Linked DNA regions of Zea mays: region 2 is linked to region 1. Evidence: chromatin contacts called from public Hi-C data. All regions are on one chromosome and are shown on one strand. The core of a region is the stretch at or near the end of the contact, and the rest is flanking DNA. Distances in the headings are between cores, read along the strand shown. Region 1 holds the start of LOC103654354. Region 2 holds the start of LOC100191586.

Region 1 (4,048 bases), core at 1,062-3,561:
GGTTCAAAATAAAGGACAAAGTCCTCTTCTTTTCGGTTGTTTCAGCAGCAAGCAGAGATCCTCCTCCCCCACATCGATTCAACAAGATGATAGTGACAATCTCCTACACTAGATCATGCTGCATCTGTAGTGCGCCTCCTTTGCAGCCTTCAGAACATTGAATCAAGAACCGCGTCAATGGAAGACAACAGAGAAAGACGGTTGAACCTTGCGGGGTTGACGACGAGGAGGAGCCTCATGTCTGTGTAGCGCACACAGGAGGGTCGAGAGGAATAGATTGGTGGTGGCATGGTTGGGGTGTCAGTGTCTTGTCCTCCGTCTCTGCCTTGCTTGTGGCGTTCTATCTACCGGTATTGAGGGAAGCCAGCCAGGTGCTGGGTTGAGGGGAGGGGGTCAACAGGTTCCGCCCGGAGGTGCGGCCCGCAACGCTTACGAACAGCGCCTCCGCCTCACCGTCAGGGCTGAACGCGGCGCCGGCCACCTCCCTGAACACATCCACCTCCTACTTAGACCCGGCATACGAGCACGAAGTCGGCAGCCTCGGTGGCGTCCCGGAACTTGCTGATAATGAAGAAGTGGAAACTACGGACGACGCTGATGCAGCCTTTGCACTATGCGAACGGCTTCGAGAGGTTGAACGCGCCCCCATAGTCGGCGCGCTGCTTGCGCAGCGCCGTCTGGGACCATCCAGTCCCAAATAATGGATGGGGAAGGAGAGACGTGCGAGGAAGAAGCCAATGGCAGAGGGGCGCACGAGAAAGAAGGCAAGGAACTCAAATGCACAAGAAACTTGTGGTCCGAGCAATCGTGACGGAGGATAACAGTTTCTGCCTCGGCCACGACCACCTCGTGGCCGCCCGTCACCAGCGCGGGGTCTCGAGCATGACGATGCCCGCTTTGACCACCACTGTTGTGTTGCCAGCCATAGGCGGACGCTGGCCACATGGCTGCGGCCTGCGGCGACGGCCGGGGTCTTGCCACTGCGCGCTCGAAGGCCAACGATGTCAGTGCGGCTGCGCTTGGGGTAGCGAGCTGGGAAGGATGACCGACGGCGCCGGGAGCAGGGGTGCGGAGCAGCGCCCGGGCAGAGCTGCGCGTGCGCCATGGCAAGCTGCACACGTACGCGCAGGGGTATCGCCATTGATCGATCGTCGAACCAAGAAAGCAAGACACACGCCGTAGCAGAGCCCAGAGAAAACGAATGAGAAGAAGCTAGCGGTGCGCGAGATCGCCATGGATCGTCGCGTCCGCAGTCCGAATGTCCGATACATATTTCAATGAACGATACATATTTCAATCTCTGACGCTTGCTTTTCGGCTTTTCAGCAGCCGAAACAGTTACTACAACTGATAGGTAGTCCTGATCAACTAACGACACCGGACTTGTCTTTTTATTATTGACGACGACAAGACGACCACTGGCAGTTGGAACACGGGAAGGAAAAGGACGACGATTTCACCAGCGCCAAACATTCTTTGCGGCCTGCCAACAATTATAATTAATTGATTAATTAATCATATGCGCGCGGAAGCAGATTGTTATTAATTGTAAGAAAAAAAACAATAGTTAAGGGAAGAACAGGTAGTAGTAGTAGCCTAGTAGGCTCACACGTACGTCTTTTCGTTCCATGGGGATGTAGAAGGCATGGATCTCAAGGCCAATTCTGGCCATGCCATCGACCACACACAGCTCTTCTTTGTAGATGACGCCTCGAGCCATCGTCAGCTTTCCTGTACCCCCGACGATGGACCACTCTCCCTTGTAGACGTTAGGCCCCATCACCTGAAGTGTCGACCCTTCCAGTCTGTACCAAACAAAAGAAAAGAAAAAACAATGCATGCTAGCTCTCCTCCAATTTCAAGCAACACAAGTTAATTTGCATTGACGACGACGACGTACGTACCCGCTTCCTTGCTGGAAGATGATGTCGAACGAAGCGTGCCAGCTTTCGTCTGAGACCTCTCCTCTGCTGGACTGGACATGCAGGCCCTTGGCATGCGCAACGATTTTCCCGTTCTGACGGGGGTCTTCTAGATCCCAATCGTTAGCGATCAAGTTTCCCAGCTTACTACGGCCTCCGGGAGCTGCGACTGCTACTTGGTTTGCTTTGCTGGTGCCACACCAGTGTTGTACAAGGGTTAGCTGGTAGTGGAGCTCATGGAGCTCCAGCTTGTAGTGATCAAGGCGCCCGGAATCGTGTGGCGCCATGGCTATTACCTTGCTGCTGGGAATGGGAGTGGGAGGGAGAGGTAGTGCTCTCCTTTTTTTTCTTTCTCTTAGAGCAAGCTGATGGAATGGAATACTCTAACCCGTGTGAGATCGACCTGGAATAGTGCAGTGTATTTATAGGCCCAACAATACTGCAGCTCAGTCTACCAGTTGTAGTTACTCCCTGACGTTCTAGCTGTTTGTTTTGGAGGGGAATCACAAAAAAAAACTGACGTTTCATATTTTTGAAGGATTTTGTGACCATGCTGCCCCTAATTACTCATGCACTTTCCTTGCATGCATACTCCCGAAGCGCATTTATAGCAGATAGTATTCCAGTTTAGGAGTACAGTACTACTACTACCTTCCTCGGCAGCTCCTAGCTAGCACTCTTCAGATTTGGGATGGATTTGGATGTCTAGAGATCCGAATTATTCGTATTCATATTTAGATAAAGTATATTAATATGGATATCCGTATTCATATTCGATATTAGTATGGATGTTAAATAAACATATCCGAATTCGGTTTTTATCTATCAGGTTTAAGATTCATATTCGACAGCATTCGATAAAACCGTAAAATATTCGATACTATTCGTATTCAAAAGGAAAAAAATATTCGATAAAATCAGTTTAAACTTACCTTTAATACCATTACGAAGCACAAATTAATTAATTTTGTTATACTGAAAACCGTCCAACTTCCCATTTGCTGGATCGCCGGAGAAATAGTGTCGGTGGAGAGGGAGCGGCGGTGAGGAGAACAGATCTGACGAGTTAGTTCGATGATGGAGTCCGAGACGAAGGATGGGCCGGCGAATCAAACGTTCGCCGAATACTTTTGTTCCGGACCTTAAACCCTAACAATCCCCCGTCGTTTTCATGTGAGCAAGTACATGTAAAATAGCACATATTGCTTCTGTCCATGCCAAACTGTCGTCTGACCTTCGCTTGAAATCCGTCATGACTCGAGACACGGGCGACCATTGTCATCGTTTTCTTCTGGAACATGCGGCCGCTGGCGTCGCCGCTGGCGTCCTCGAGAAGCCGCTCGTGCGGGGTGAACACAGACCCCCTCCATTTGTCGTGAGAGAGACGGTCCACTAACACGGAGCCCAGTAGAGGGCTGCGCTGGGGGACGAAGGGGTAGCATGTAGTCCCTAAGAGCAAATCCAAAAGAACTTGTAAACTAACCTCAAAACATATATTAGTAAAGAATAGTTGTTTTTCTTACTCCAACAGCTCCCTCGTTCTTCCCAAAAAATTCGCGTCCTACATCCACAACCTCCTCTCCCTCACATTTTGGCATGTTTTATCCCTCCTCAATCCATTCATCAACGTATTGGATCATCCAGATTCTACCGACGACTATATAAATTGCGCCACATGTTATATTTAGAGGAACTGTTGAAGTACCCATCATAATTCACTTGTAAAACTTTTTAGCCTACTCTAAATAATCAGTTTTGGAAGTTGCTCTAAACTTTTTAGCCGGAGAGATGTGGTCGGCTACCAAGGGGCGCAGTATAGGGCTGCGCTGCGGGACAAAGAGGTGGTCTCTAGCCGCTAAACGATCAGGGGAGAGGAGGGCTAGGGTAGTGCGACGCTGCGGACAGTCTAAAAGCTAGCTGGTGTCGCCTCGGTATCTGAGGCCGCTTTCATTCCCGCGGCCCTTGGTAGCTGCTTGCCCGCATGAAGGCATCCTGTCACGCGCACACAGCAGGCAGCCATCCGTTGCTGCAACTTGCGTCCAAGCAGTCAAGCAGATTTGAAGCCGGGAAGCTGGTGTCGCCTCGGTGTCTGAGGCCGCTTTCAATCCCCCGCCCAATGGCTGCTT
Region 2 (4,048 bases), core at 731-3,230, 170 kb after region 1:
AGATTCCTCCGACATGAGGAGAGGAGAATACATGAAAAGCCTTTACCTTCCAAATAGACTTGCAACAGCTTCACAGTCATGTTGATTGTAAAACCAAATTCCATTTACTTCTTGTGAAGCATTCCGGTACAACAAATATGGAGGTTGAAGTTCGTATTCAAAATCACTTAAGAGATCCTCCACCAGATTATCTGTTGAGAACAACACGCCTCATCATGAAGGATTTACCATATGAATCATCATCTGGCTTCGTGCATATAAACTTAAAGGTACTAAAGTTCTATCAGTTTATTTCACATGCCTTGGAAACTAGAACTGTGCTCCCAGTCCAAGTCATAATGTAGTTTAACTGCCTACAGGTCCACCCATCATATTCCCCAAGTGGGTTCCTAAGAAAAAGCCGGGGTTTTGGTAGAGTTAACCTAAATTCTTTACACAACTATCTTTAAAAAAGAAATTGACTTCTTTTATATAGTATTATACCAAATAAACCTCAGATGAACCTACTGATCCAACGCATGGCAATACTCAGATTCTATCATTCTAGTTGTATTTTAAAAAAAACTCGACCTGTGGATAATACAACCCCCCGGCATTGTATTAAGACGAGGACGCAGGTCAAGAAAACCCCCAAGAACCCCTACCCCACCTAAAAACAGCGGCACCATAGCCCATGTGAGAATGACCGTGACTAGAGCCAGGCCTTGGACCTGTGCTTTGTCGTGGGATAGACAACGAGATTTTCTCAACCCCAACCTGAAATTCGCTCCCATGGTGAATAGAACTCAGGACATGGTGAGTGCTACTTAGACCACCTAACCAACTCAACTGAAGGCCCTTTCACAGTGCTCTATATTTAGTTGTCGACATTTTTGTTATGACCCAAGACATGATAGTTTGTAGTACAAAAAACATTGGTTGGCTGGTCATTCAAAGAGTTAAATAATGAGGACGAATAGGGCAAGTCTCATGCAGAGATATATGCTCTCTAAAAATCAAAAGCCCAAATGCCATTAGGCCGTCCACATAAAACAACCAAGGGAGAGCAGGACATGATCATGGGTAGAAACAAATGAATGAACAACATCAGTACTTCTGAAAATATATCAATGTTCCTACATTAGATGAAGCCAACAGAGAGCAGTATGCGGTTACCCTTACCCAGGCTACAGTGATCCACTATAAATGGAGATAGATAGACTTGACAAAATGAGGGAGGGGGCACATGTGTAGCTAAATTTCTCTACGACCTAGGCGTTGGAGTGCACTGGTTAAACTTCAGATATCACAAGGTGATCTCCATTTAATAAGAACCGAAATGAATGGTTTTTATATCATAATTGATGCCGTTGGTTGATACAGCTTCTAGTCAGCCAAGGGTCATCATAAAACCAATTCAACCACCCGAGACGCAAACCAGAAAGTCCAACCAAAGATAGTGCGTACCAGTGTTGCGCCTGTTCATGACAATGAACTGGAATCTGGGCTGCGAGTTCCTGGACCAATCGAGCAGAATCAGGACAGAGCCAGACCGCATACGAGCGCAAGCAAAACCCCCAACCCAAACCCTCACCTCTTGACGACGAACAGCGACCCCTCGACGTCCTTCCGGCTCTGCGCGGAACAAGCCAACAACCAGATAATCCGCCGTGAGATCATGCCGGATGGGATCAGGGTCTAGTAAATGGAGCGCGCGTGGGGGGGATCGGTGGCTCACCCACTGGTTGAGATCGATGTTGAAGTCGTATAGCGTGACGTGTGCGGCGGTGATGAGGATGTCCTCGACGGCTGGGTCCAGGCGCTGGAGCACCGTGAGGTTGAGCAGACGAGTGGCCGCCGCATCCATCGCCAGGTTCGGGGTCACCTTGCCCCCGTTCAACTGCGGCGGCGGCGGCATCGGGGGCACTGGATCTGAGCGGAGCCGCAGCAGCGAGCAGCAATCGTGGAGTTGGGTGGGGAGTGGGGACTGGCGAGGGGAGGATGTATCCGGAACAATCACATCACGTCCGAGTCGGACGCGGTGGAGGACAGGGATGGCTGGCTACGTGGGCCAGCCCACGGTAAAGGTGTTTGCGCGCAGGTATGTAGGCCTGTTGAGGCCCACGTGCACATTAGTGGGCCGTCATCATAATTGACAGTCCGCGCAGCTGTATGCCATGACCCACTACAATGGATCTAAAGTTATAAACACACTGTATGGCTCCAAATCCTTATGTAGAACAACTTTAAGTGGAGCTAAACGAAAATTATTTTTTAAAAAGATTTGGTAAAAAAATCTAACTACAGTTTTTATAATAATATGTGTGATTTACGGAAAAAAACAAACTTTGACTTCTCTTATGGGACTTTTTTGAGTGGCGCTAAAGTTTTTGAAAAACATTAGACAAAAATATCTTTATAGTAATTTGTGCTGAGTTTGTGAGAACAATAGAAAATCATGTTTTTTCTGTTATGACTTTGTCATGTTGTTGTATGGTAAAGGAGGAGAATTTAAGAGGAACCACTGCGGAAGGGAGAAAAGTAGGGATAGAATTTTGTTAACGTGGCTATATGGTGGGATATATGAAGAAAATTGAGGGGAAAGTGTTGTAATAAGTCTAAAAAAGCTCTATATCTTACAAACAAGATTATAGGAGTGTCTCGGCTAAGTAGACGAATAAGTAGACAACTATTTAAGGAGTAAGTTAGAATTTCAATATAAGAACTCTCTATAACCTAGTCACCTAGATTTGATAATAATCCATCTTATAATCGGTACCAAACAGTGGGCTTAACATACGTGCAACATTTAAAAAAAAATTCAATTCAAAAGGTCAAAAGGTTAATATATGAAATGATCTTAAATCATTATCTATATTGATTTTGATGTTTAATAACTATCACAATCATACAGACTGACTTAAGTTTTTGATTCACATGTTAATAAGATCAAATTCATAGCTTCTAAGTTAGAAACAGCTTAAAACCAACCAAAAAGGGATAAATCTTGGAATAGATGATCTAACAATAGTTCTATAGTTTGGATAAGTTCTAAATACCCCTAGAAAGCTAATTGACTCATGTAAAGAGGCTCGATAGCTCAGTTTAAACGCGCTTGTAAGTTCATCGTCTTGGAAAATCTCAGCAACCCCTACTTCCTGCTCGATTTGACTTTCAACATAACCAGCTTCACCAGGAGCATATAGTTGTTCACGAGGATTAACTTTGTACACTACTCTCCAATCAACCAAACTCTTCTTCTTAGATGGATATGTCATATAATACACCTACTCGCATTGGTGGGCAAGGATTATAGTGTCGTGGCCTTGTAATCGATCATTGTGTTTTACTTCCGCCATCCAAACTTGTACTCGAGTATATCATTAATGACGGGGTTCTCGGAATCAACCGGTAAAAGCTCATGGCATATATCTCAAGCATCTCTTCCATCCTATCATAGTCCACCTCTTCATGTGACTGAACTTTCGATACAATACGAGGAGGTGGGTCCTCGCCATGGTGCACACACACCTTATAACCAGGCATATAACCATTCTTACAAGATCTATCGACATAGTCCTCCTGTCAAGAAAATAAATGTTCTGACGCTTACTACAAGGACACCTTACATCGGTTCCAGTCTCTGGCCGAGCAAAAACATGGTCGAGAAACGCGTTAGTCTTGGCAACCCACTCACTTGATATAGCACTCTTTGCTTTCAACCTTCATACATCCATCGACGATCCTCCTCTATACTAGATATGAGACGTTAACTTGATTAGTTAAGTAAATCACACCCCTACATCTAGGAAAGGATATGTTCTAAACCCACCCAGGAGTGACCGACGGGCCCGTGTTTATGACAAGGCATGTGCTCGTGCGAAATTTCGACATCATAACCCCGTTGTTCTCCACTCGCACGCCTGAAAATTGTGCAATTAGAGAACAGAGGAGTTATGCTAACAAAACTACGTAGAGGCACATGACTTTGTAATAAACACGGGCTATATCGGTCACCCCGAGACTGTCCAATAAAGAGACAATTACAGCCAACACACTTCGCATGCGT

What was found. A called contact is a pair of places that touch in the nucleus more often than the background predicts.
Region 2: a Hi-C map of tassel shows a contact between it and region 1, with 5 times the contacts expected there. The contact joins the promoter of LOC100191586 here to the promoter of LOC103654354 in region 1. A contact is called at or near these places in 5 of 25 Hi-C or Micro-C datasets (bundle sheath, ear, leaf and 1 more).

What each region holds. Positions count from the first base shown.
Region 1 is chr4:194,956,968-194,961,015 of Zm-B73-REFERENCE-NAM-5.0, forward strand. It overlaps LOC103654354, which reads right to left and starts at 2,312. Exons shown (of 3, transcript XM_008681197.4): 1 at 1,905-2,312; 2 at 1,616-1,805; 3 at 1,203-1,483. The coding sequence starts at 2,209. The coding sequence ends at 1,457.
Region 2 is chr4:195,122,590-195,126,637 of Zm-B73-REFERENCE-NAM-5.0, forward strand. LOC100191586 reads right to left here and starts at 1,981. Exons shown (of 8, transcript NM_001365504.1): 1 at 1,718-1,981; 2 at 1,574-1,614; 3 at 1,447-1,496; 4 at 47-191. The coding sequence starts at 1,897. LOC111591344 (atherin-like) reads right to left here. Exons shown (of 2, transcript XM_023302315.1): 2 at 4,026-4,048.